2 separate regions of the Arachis hypogaea genome follow, and region 2 is linked to region 1. Evidence: chromatin contacts called from public Hi-C data. All regions are on one chromosome and are shown on one strand. Each heading gives the region's core, a stretch centred on a gene start, on an enhancer-like site or on the middle of the called end of the contact. The rest is flanking DNA. Distances are from core to core; before and after follow the strand shown.

What was found. Hi-C and Micro-C count contacts between places; a contact is called where the count stands out from the background.
Region 2: a Hi-C map of leaf shows a contact between it and region 1, with 3 times the contacts expected there. The contact joins the promoter of LOC112720221 here to the promoter of LOC112720220 in region 1. A contact is called at or near these places in 2 of 8 Hi-C or Micro-C datasets (both in leaf).

What each region holds. Positions count from the first base shown.
Region 1 is chr11:10,522,692-10,528,230 of arahy.Tifrunner.gnm2.J5K5, forward strand. It overlaps LOC112720220 (FBD-associated F-box protein At4g10400), which reads left to right and starts at 1,396. Exons shown (of 4, transcript XM_025771080.3): 1 at 1,396-2,786; 2 at 2,892-3,038; 3 at 3,126-3,435. The coding sequence starts at 1,863. The coding sequence ends at 3,419.
Region 2 is chr11:10,668,095-10,673,407 of arahy.Tifrunner.gnm2.J5K5, forward strand. It overlaps LOC112720221 (syntaxin-52), which reads left to right and starts at 2,006. Exons shown (of 6, transcript XM_025771083.2): 1 at 2,006-2,372; 2 at 3,773-3,985; 3 at 4,281-4,483; 4 at 4,579-4,679; 5 at 4,776-4,820. The coding sequence starts at 3,777.

The DNA.
Region 1 (5,539 bases), core at 146-2,645:
TAGAATATAGCACAAAAGATAAGATTTATAATTTTTTTTAAAAGCTAAAGGGAAAAATTTTAAATAATAAAAAAATGAAAGAAAAATGAAAGACAAGAAACCAAAATAATCCATTTACAACTAATTAGGAGGTTTTCTTCTTCTTTTTTCTTTTCTTGTTAACTTTTATTTTGATTATCTAACTACTTGGATACTCAAGCAATCGATTGTTTTGGTGAGACCCCAGATTGTTTTCAAGCATTCAATCGATTGGAGGATATAAACAATCGATTGAATTACAAAAATCCAATTTTTATTCATCGTTCAATCGATTGGGTCATATAACCAATCGATTGATTTATGCGAAAACATGCTGCCTTGCAATTTTCAATCGATTGTTTTGTGATAAACTATAATCCAATCGATTGAGTTATAATTCAATCGATTGTTTTGAAATTCCAATCGATTGGTTTTCAATGAAACACGATTTTACGGTTCATCACGAACGTCACCGATCAAATATAAACTTTTAATCAATTTGAATGGCCAAAAGCTTTATTACGATCAATGGAAGATCTAATTCGTTATTATTTTTGTTTTTGATTGTTAATAAACATAATAGATGATTGATAAAATAATAATATATAAAATAAAAAACTGTTTTTATAATTAAATAAAATATATAGGGTCAATTTGTAATTAAAATTAGTTAAAGGACTATGTAACAATTGTTAAAAAAAACTTAAAAAACATGTTTTGTTATGGGACCATTTAATGGTCCAAACGTTCTGGACCATCGAATCCTTAGCCCTTGGACTTTAAGATTAAATTTAAAAAACACTTTTGAAAAGGTTAACAAAAACATTATAAAATAATATAAAAAAATATTATAACTAATGTTATGATTTGGTGGAGTATTTATTGGTGTTATTGTTGCATAGCATATTATTGACTTGTTCTAATTGATCTCCAATAGAACATACCTCAACTAGAAAATCATATATAACAAAACATTAAATGAGTACTTCATTCTTCATTCTTTTAAAATAGCAAAAATTGCAGAACACAAACAAAATGTACTTACCGTCAACACTCAATAAAAAATACAGACGTGTTGAAACTTGAAAGTCTTCAAAATGTTTATATTTCAAAGTGTAGGTTCGCTTGTCTATGTTTCCATGGTTGTCACCAGCATCTCAGACTGAATGCATAACTACAGCTCTTTTAAGATGTTGGCATACTAAAATTTCCTGTTGCGGATGTTTTTTGTTTTTTTAATCAAGGGTATGAACTATGAATAAATTTTGTTTTTTATTTTCTCTTTTTTATTTTACATATTGTTAAAGAATTTTCTTTCTCATTTTCGCTTTTTTTTTTTACCGATGAAATTTTTTAAAGATTACCATCCATTAAATATTTTTATTTTTAATTTTTCACTTGCTTTTTTTTTTTTTCCACTTTTTCTCATTCATAGGATTCCATTTTTCTTTTGTATGGTCATGAATTAAAAAAAGGTTTAACATTCTAGCCTAATCACGAATTGGACCGGCCCTCGTGATAAAAGATACGTATTCAGCTCAATAAAACAATTTGGGCCAAATTATGTCTGGAGTAGAGTCCAACAATTTATTAAATCTTATGGGTTACCTTTGAAAATACTATGCTGTGCCTTTTTTAAAACCTAAATCTTTAGGGGTCAAACGCAATTCCATGATAAATCTGAAAACCCAGATTAAAATGTCCCCACTCGAAAGGCCAAATCAAAACCAAACAGCAATGTAAAAAAAAAAAAAACTCTTCGAATCCAAATTCAATTGCCATTCACAGTGGTCTTCCAGTGGCTGCCATTAAGCAGAACCTAACAGCATCCCTTGAGGTTCAAGATGGAGAGGATTGAAAAAAGAAAAATGGACAGGTTTAGTGCCCTACCGGACTCCCTCATCGGCCACATTCTGTCCTTCCTCCCCACCAAAACCGCCGTTTCCACCAGCCTCCTCTCTCGCAGGTGGCGCTACCTCTGGCAGCATCTCCAAGTCTTCAACTTCCAACTCGAGGAAGAGGAAGAGGAAGAGGAAGAGGACGAGCAATACGACTGGTCCTTCATGCACTTTTCTGCTTTCGTAAACGGAGTTCTTGCGCAGCGTAGGAATCGAGACATCCGCAAGTTCCGCCTCTCAAGCAGCTACACAGGTGAAGCCTCGTTCCATGCACGTTCTTTCAATTACTGGTCACTTGCTGCCATTGGACCTCAACTCCAGGACCTTAATCTTTCTTTGTATGCTCCGTATTTAAAGAAACACTTCGTGTGGTTTCCTTCTTCCAGCGTCCTACGTGGCATCTTCAGTTGTACTTCTCTCATTTCACTCACTTTGGATGGTTTGATATGCGTCAATAAGATATCGTCTGTTCATTTGCCAGCCCTCAGGACTATGAGACTCTCCATGGATACACCGTATCCCTTAGACGTGAAGATTTTTTCTGGCTGCCCGGTCCTTGAAGATCTTTATCTCCAGTTTAACCAAATAAATGCTCCCAAGATAATTTTTCCTAATTCCTTGAAGAGGCTGGAAGTTCATAATCGCAAGTCATCTACACGTAGAGAAGTTGAAGTTGAAATAGAAGCTCCGGCACTTGAATATCTTACTTTCTTCTTATATATTGGACTAAGCCAGTTGACTGTCAACAATTTGCACAATGTGAAAGTAGCAGATCTTGATCTCAGGGAAGACGATCCTGATTATATACATATGCTTCTAAATGCACTCAACCGAATAAAAAAGCTCCACTTGCATATTTCGATATTAGAGGTTGGTTATTCAAATCTTATTAACATTCTTGTGGATTTGCAATTGTTAATTGTAGCTTTGATCCTATCAATATTATGCTTAATATATGCTTGTCTTCCGCTTCAGTGCATACTTGGTGCCCCAGCTTTTGATTTTCCGGAATTCAGTTGTTTACTTCATTTAGAGCTAAAATGTTTCAATCCGACTCTAATCATAAACCTGCTTTACAAGTGTCCTATGCTTCAAGTTTTCAAGATTTGTAATTATGAGCAGGTTTGTCACTTATTATTTTGTTTGATTTTTGATTCATGATCTGGTATTTCCTTGCATCCTCTTAGCCTTCTTGTACCTTGTTTTCAGATTTGGATTGAGCCAACCGGCAATTCTAGCAGCTGGACACCCCCTACTTGTGTTCCTGATTGTCTTGCATCACACTTGACAAAAATTGAATTCAAAGGATATAAAGGTTCTAATGATGAGCTGGGATTCATTGCCTATATCTTAAAAAGTGGGATTGTTTTGCAAACAGTTACTGTTAATCTTGATTCGCTTAAGAATGAAAAGGGCAAGAGCAAGAAAAAATACAATATCACTAAAGAATTGTGTGCCATCCCAAGGGGATCCAACATGTGCCGAATTGAAATTAAAGACTAAGACATATTCCCTTCAGGTATGTATACGCACCATCCCTGTCTTTTCTTTATTATTTTTTACTTTGATAAAAACCATCTCTGTCATTTGTGTGAATGTGTCTGACTAAATTAAAGCTGTTATGAATTATTTCTTACTTGTTTCCATGGTGTTCTTCAAGAATAGGATATATTATGAAAAAAATTGATAGATGTGTTCTCATGTGAGAGTCTTATCAAATACTTGTGTAGAAGCTTTGGATAACATTATTTGATTGATTCTAATTTGCAATATTGAGTGACACTGTGAACATACTAGAATTAAATACCAAGAACACACTTATTCGATTCCTTATTGCTGTCCTTGTATGTACCGAGATTCAATTTCATTGTTAAGCTTCCAAAGTTCATCCTTAAAGTGAATGTTGGAATTTTAACTTTGTTTGTTTTCACTTTTCTGTACTCAAATTACATCCATGCTTAATATGTATTCATTCTAATTCAGGATTTTTATTTAGCTAATAGCTATTCAAGTTAGTGATGGATGGACTTTCTTTTGTGAAATTTTTGTTGTAGAAGCATTGTTGTTTCATAGAGAAAACTTGCCTTTGCTTTCTTTTTTATTCCCCGTCTTAAATCTTGTGTGGTCGAAGAAGAAATTCTTTTGTCCATTCTATAATCTTTTTCAGGTTAATTTATTTAATGACTTGTGATTAAGGTAAATAGGTTATTCTAATCTTATTAAACTTTCTAGTTGACTTAAGGGCTTGTGAGTGAAGGTTCTGTTTGTAAAGAGCCTTCAACTGGTACATAGATGTGATTGCTTGATTTCATCTCCCTTAGGATAATTAAGAATTTTACCTTCGATACGAAAACGTTTTAAGAGTGTAAAATCTAAGGCAGTTGGAGTTTACATGGTGGCACATGCTTGTTTAGAGACAATTTTTTGTTTATCTTTTAGTAGTTTTATTTATATTTTGCTGATTGTTGTAATATTTATTTGTAAACAATTTTATAATTTTTTAATGTATTTGACATTTTTGCTATTTCTTGCGATGTCATGGGTATGACGTCATAGTGATTTTTTACCGTTCTACTTTTATATCAACATCACCATCATCCACCATCTTTAGATGTAGTAAACAACTGAATTCCGGAAAATCAAAAGTTGGGGAACAAAGTATGCGCTGCGAAATTAATAAATAATTAGTTAATAAATTAATTATTATTCAAAGAAATTAAAAAAATTAAATTTATAATTTAAAAAAGTAGAAATATTTAAAATACGAATTTTGACACTAATGTTAAAGATTTTAGTCTAAAACCGAACCAACAAATCAAACCAGTTAAACCGGATCTAAACCAGACCCAAAACCCAACTTATAAACCACCGAAAATGAGCTTTCTCCCTTCTCTTATATGAAATACGCTGAGAAGAGAGAGATTCACCTAAAGAGGAAAGAACCATAATTCAATCGTCCGTAACTTTTAATCTGGAATTCCGATTGACAAGCCGTCAGCGGCCACGTGTTCGTCTTGGAATTCTCTTCAATTCTATCTAAACAAAGTGGTAAGAAATTTGCATTTCTCACCCAGTTCATTCTCCTCAATTTCGTGATTTTAGAGTTTGGGTATTGAAGAATTGAATAATTTTGATGGTTTAGGTGAACTCTAGTAGCAGATAATCACTAGATTTTTGTTCAATTAATCTGTGGGTAAAGTAAGAAACTATTAAACCCTTGTGAGTCATTGAATAAGTGAACCCCATGATGATTATAATGATATTGTGTGAAATAGATTGTGTTTTGGTTGACTTGAAGTTCAATTGGGCGATTTGAAACGAAATCCGGGTGATTAAATTTGAGGAATTGACGTTTGGAAACTTGAGACTTATGAAAAGAGAGGTTTTTGATGTGTTCCGAGCTTAGGGAGGAATCAGCCAAAGTATGGTTTTGGTTTCTCGTAGTTAATGTTTAATATCATGTGAAAACTTAGGCTAGAAGACCTTAAGATAGGAATGAACTGAATGAATTTTTGGAATTGTGTATATGGTATGTGATGGGTGATTCAATTTTAAATACGGTTCGCTATTAGAGTTGATTGTTTTTTTGAAAAAGATTTAATATTGGAATTGGTTTGATTTGG
Region 2 (5,313 bases), core at 756-3,255, 150 kb after region 1:
GCTGTTGACAAAATTCGGAATCAACCAAAGAAACACACAAAAGAACCATCGAATCCACCCAATCAGCCATGCCTTCAGGGACTTGGGAAGATGTCTCAACAATGTTCTTGCGAGAAGACATGAGGTCAACTAGTCCTACAGTAAGAAAAGAAGAAAATAGATTACTAACCCGAAACATCTCCGATAAAGTCAAAAACAAACCACATCAGAACAAGCTCGGACAAGCATGACACAGAGCAATACAAGCAACAAAAGGCAACCCCAGGACTCACACTAAAAGATCTAGGGGCACCTTTTGGAGGCAAGTTATGGAACAAGGATTCAGGAAAACCTACAAGCTCACATACATCCTAACAGAAAAACAATAAACCCTTACCTCTCCTTTTTGATCTGCAACTAAAGTGACACTCCGAAAAGAAAGCTGCGAGCCACAAGTCGAGCAAAGTCATCAAAATAAACTACCCTCCAGACCCACAATCCCAGTTTAATCAACAAACGAAGCAACCAAATAAACAGCTCAAGAAGAAGTCATCAAAGACACAACCTTTTTCAAGAATAATAAAAAATAGAAGTTATCTTTTGCAAAAATTTGTCAACAAAACATCAAAGGAGCAACCTTTTGAGAAAAGCAAATGGGTTCGTGCAGATCACAGAAGAAGAAAAATAAACAACAATAAGCAAGCAGATGCATGGCAATACAAAAATATTCAAACTTGCTAAAGTCAAAAAACGCACAATGCAAGCGACGAGGAAGGTAAGAAAGAACCAACCTGAAAAAATGGAGGAAAACCCTGAAGAAAGGCTGAGAGCAGAAGCGACAGGGAACAGAACCACCTCTCGAACAGAAAAGCCTCACAGAAGTAGAAAATGGAATCCAGAGTCGCCCCTTTTCACAGTAAGGAAAGCACTAATAATCGCCAAAAGTACGACACAGGAAAGAAATACGAAAACCACAAATTTCAGAAAACAGAAAGAGAGGAAGAAAGGGGAGGTTACGGAGAAAAGAAACCGTTTTTCTGAAATATGAAATTCAAAATAAAGAGGCTAAGAGAAACGGGGCAATTAAAACCAATTAATGAGGGTATTAAGCCCTCGCACGTTCCCAAGAACAGGACGCTAATACAAAAGCGCGCGCTTTCAGAAGAAAACGTTTCACATTCAAAAAGGAAGATTCTGCAAAGAATGAAGTCGACAAATGCTCGAGTTCGGCTTCACCAGAGAAGGATCGAAGTCTTAAGAACTAGGACTCGACCTCAAAAAGAAAGACCGAGCTCGAGCAGGGGCACTGTTCACACCCTGGGTCAAGCTATCCGACCCGGGATGTTCAAAGCGACCGACCTCTTCAGGTCAGACTATCCGACCTCTTCTCAAAGAGATCAGCCAAATTGCCAGGAAAGCCCAGTAAAAGGCCCAAATAGAGGAACACGACCCATATCCAAATGCAGTACAAGCCTATAGAGATAAAGGCGGGGTTCCCTTGAGGATAAGCTGACCTCACCCAAAGATAAGATAAGATAAGATAAGATAACTAACTTATCTTACCTAAGAAGGTCAGCCCACGACCATTATAAATACACTGGAACACCCAGGTATAAATCATACTCTGAATCTACTAAAAACCTGCTTAATACCCTTGCTAACTTAAGCATCGGAGTCCCTTGCAGGTACCCCCCACCCTCCGGTGACGAAGGATCAACAGCATAGCCAGTCCACCAGTCGGATACAACAGCTCCGGCCGTCACTCACCAGTCGGACACGTCATCTCCTACCAATACAGAAGATCTCGTCCGAAATCGACCTACAGTTTCAGGTAACCCCCGGAACAATATGTGGTATAGTTTGGTCGTAAAATTAGTAAAAAAGAAGGGATAATTCTTTAATTTTAATAAAAAAGATTTGATTTTAATTATAATAAAAAAGTGATATGTGACCTATTTTAATTATAAAATTAGTGATGTATAATAGTTTTATTACCTATTTGAAAGTGAAAATCAATTCATTTTTTGTTTTTATTTTTAACAAATACTGATTTAGTTCCACCTAAGCAAGCAAGCACCCGGGGGTAATGGAGTAAAAGACAAACACACAATACAACAATCAGCGTAACGCAAGTGGGGTGGACACCAAAAACGACGCTGTGCAGAACGACCTTTTCGGCTTTCTTAACATCGCGACGTAGACGACGACTCTGTCCGACGAAACGGTTACGCTTTAGTGCTCCTTCCTGGTGCCGCTCTTGTACGCTACTTTCCTTTGTACATCGCCATCTTCCCGAAAAACGACGTCGTATCCATCACCCTCCATCGGAAGAAAACCCGATTCCTTCCTCTTAATTCCGAAACCCTACTTATAATTCGTCCCAAATTTAGTAGGTATAAGCGAGTTCCCTTTACGATCCTTTCATAGTTTTGTCAAATTCGATTTTCTCTTCATTTTTTCTGAATTGTAATTTGAGCGCTGCTGGATGACCTTTAATTCGCCGAAATTTCGTGTTTTCGTGTCTGATTTTGATGTGTGTTTTGAAATTTCTTTAAGAATCATGTATTTTTGTGAAATTTTGATGTTTAAGTTTGTTATGTTTATTTGTATCCAATGACGGGTGAATTTTGTGATTTTGTTATCCCTGTTCTGTGATCATGAGATGAGCTTAAGGGATTCTTTGTGCTGTTTGTTATTACTTGATTTTTTTAAAAAAGAATGTAAAATAAAATGCTTGGAAATTCCGAGGTTCACAGCAACCGTGGTTTGGATTTGAAATTGAGGGAACTGTTGCTGAGGGAATTAGTCACCATTCTGTGGAGAATTGAAAGTTTGATCGGGGTAACAATTATGTCGGTGATGGTGCTGCTAAATGTGACCGTTGACTAATTGTTTGTAGAGATATAATGGTGGAAAATGAGGGAACATGTGATAGGATTAGCTAATGGGTGCACTTGTTACAAGATGAAAGGTTTTAATTTTTACTGCTTTCAATGTTTGTTTTTATCAATTGTTCAAATGTTTTGGCAAGTAGGACGCCCAGCCATATGAGAAGAAAACCCTGGTTGCTATTCTGTTTGTTCGTGACATGTTTTTGGCCACTCTTTTTCCTTTTTGTTTTTTCTTCATTCGGTCTAAAGGGTGGCTCTTTGGACTTTTGAGGGCTAAAATTCAGGATGAATTATTAAGGATTTTGCTATTTTCCAGCAATTGTTTCTTCCAATGTATCTTTATCCGCCAACATTGTTTATTGTTTTGTTCCCTCTATGTGCGTGCCTGCACTGGTGTTTATGAGGTATGCAAAAGTATAAGATACCCGTTTGTAGTGTAATGTTTCTTTCTCTCTATCTTAGTAAGTTTCTTTAGCTGGGGAAAAACCATGCATATCTTCTCAGTCAATGTTGTTGGCACTTGAATTATGATCTCCAAAATATTAGTTGGCCGTATATATTTCTAGTGAGTGGAAAGCCCTTTTACATTTGGTGTGATGTATGCAAAGGGAACATTTCATATATATGTTTGAGTGCTGAGTGCTTGCCCTGAGGCAGCTGAGTAGGTAGGAAGCTAAGAGTGTTAAATTAAAAAAAGTGGGGGTAACTATAACTTGACATATTTTGATATGTATGAAGGTATTGGTTTTACGAGGTTCTCTTAACAGTTAAACTTTAATATTTGTTAGCGGTGAGGGCTGAAAAGGTTAATTATCTTATTAGAATAAATGAATTTTTGCTGATGATTTATTCAATAAAAATCGTCTGGCAGTGACTTTTTATTCCATTTCACTTATTTTCAGACCAATGGCATCGTCATCAGACTCATGGATGAAGGAATATAATGAAGCAGTGAAACTCGCCGATGATATCAATGGCATGATTTCTGAGCGGAGTTCATTATCAACATCTGGACCAGAAGCTCAGCGTCATGCATCTGCTATAAGAAGGAAGATTACTATCTTAGGGACCAGACTTGATAGCTTGCAATCCCTTTTATCTAAAGTCCCTGGAAAGTGAGTGTTCAGCTGGTGTTTATGCTAATTAAGGAAGATCTTGCTATTACAGCATAGAAACTAGGACCTGAAATACTGTACTGCAATTGTCCAGTACATTGTTAAGGGTTGTCCTGATCTTAAATATTTATTTCTTAAGATTTGTTTAGTTGCATTGTAAAAGTTATGTGATAATAGCATAAGGAAATTTGTATTATCAATCATTCATTGTCTTCTTTTCATCTGTCAAGTGTCAAGTTATATGATGAAGTTGCTTTATTGATATCTGATGCTTTCACTTCTCAATGATGCACAGATCTGAGAAGGAGATGAATCGCCGCAGGGAAACACTTACAAATTTGAGGTCAAAAGTTAACCAAATGGCTTCAACACTGAACATGTCAAACTTTGCAAATAGGGATAGTTTATTTGGTCCTGAAATAAAACCAGATGCAATGAGCAGAACTGTTGGCCTGGATAACAGTGGACTCGTTGGACTTCAAAGGCAAATTATGAAAGGTTACTTAACTTGAATTGTTTGAAATTGAAATATAATATCTGTAATCTGTAATTTGGAATTTAGATCTTGATTTGGGGGAGTGGTGTTCAAGCAGAGCAAGATGAAGGCCTTGAAAAATTGGAGGAGACTGTTGTAAGTACAAAGCACATTGCATTAGCAGTGAATGAAGAGCTGAGTCTACACACTAGACTAATTGTATGCTACTTTCCTATGTTAAATTTCTTTTTTCTTGTTTCTACAGACCATTTTCACCTCTCCTTTCTAAAATTGAATATTCTCTTTCTGTGCTAGGATGACTTGGACGAACATGTAGATGTTACAGATTCTCGTCTAAGGGTAACACTCCTTTAACTTTATTGGAACCATATCTCCCGTTTGGGCATATAAAAATTGAATGTTCTCAAAGTTTACAATATGCTCAGTCAGTTAAGGTCTTGCAATAGTAATATCCGCTTTGTGCTCTTTAGGGTCAATATTTTCATGTTTATAAATTCCTTAATTTTGGTGGCATAAATCTGTGAGTTAAGTTGTTGATAGGACCCTTGTTGGATACTTCCATTGGACATATGAAGTTTTTATTTTTATTATTCTTTTTTTTAATATAGTTGGTCTTTTTCTTAATATAGTTAGTCTTTAATATTTGTTTGGTATGTAATATACTTTACATTATATGCTTTGTCAAATGTGGACCAGTAGGGATTTGTGGTTATGGTAAAACTTTTTTTTTCCTAGCACTAATCAATTTGTGTATTATTTCACAATGTGAAGAAAAAAAAATAATATATGCTCTTGGCCGGTGTTCCAAAATTTCAAATGCATGAGCAAAACT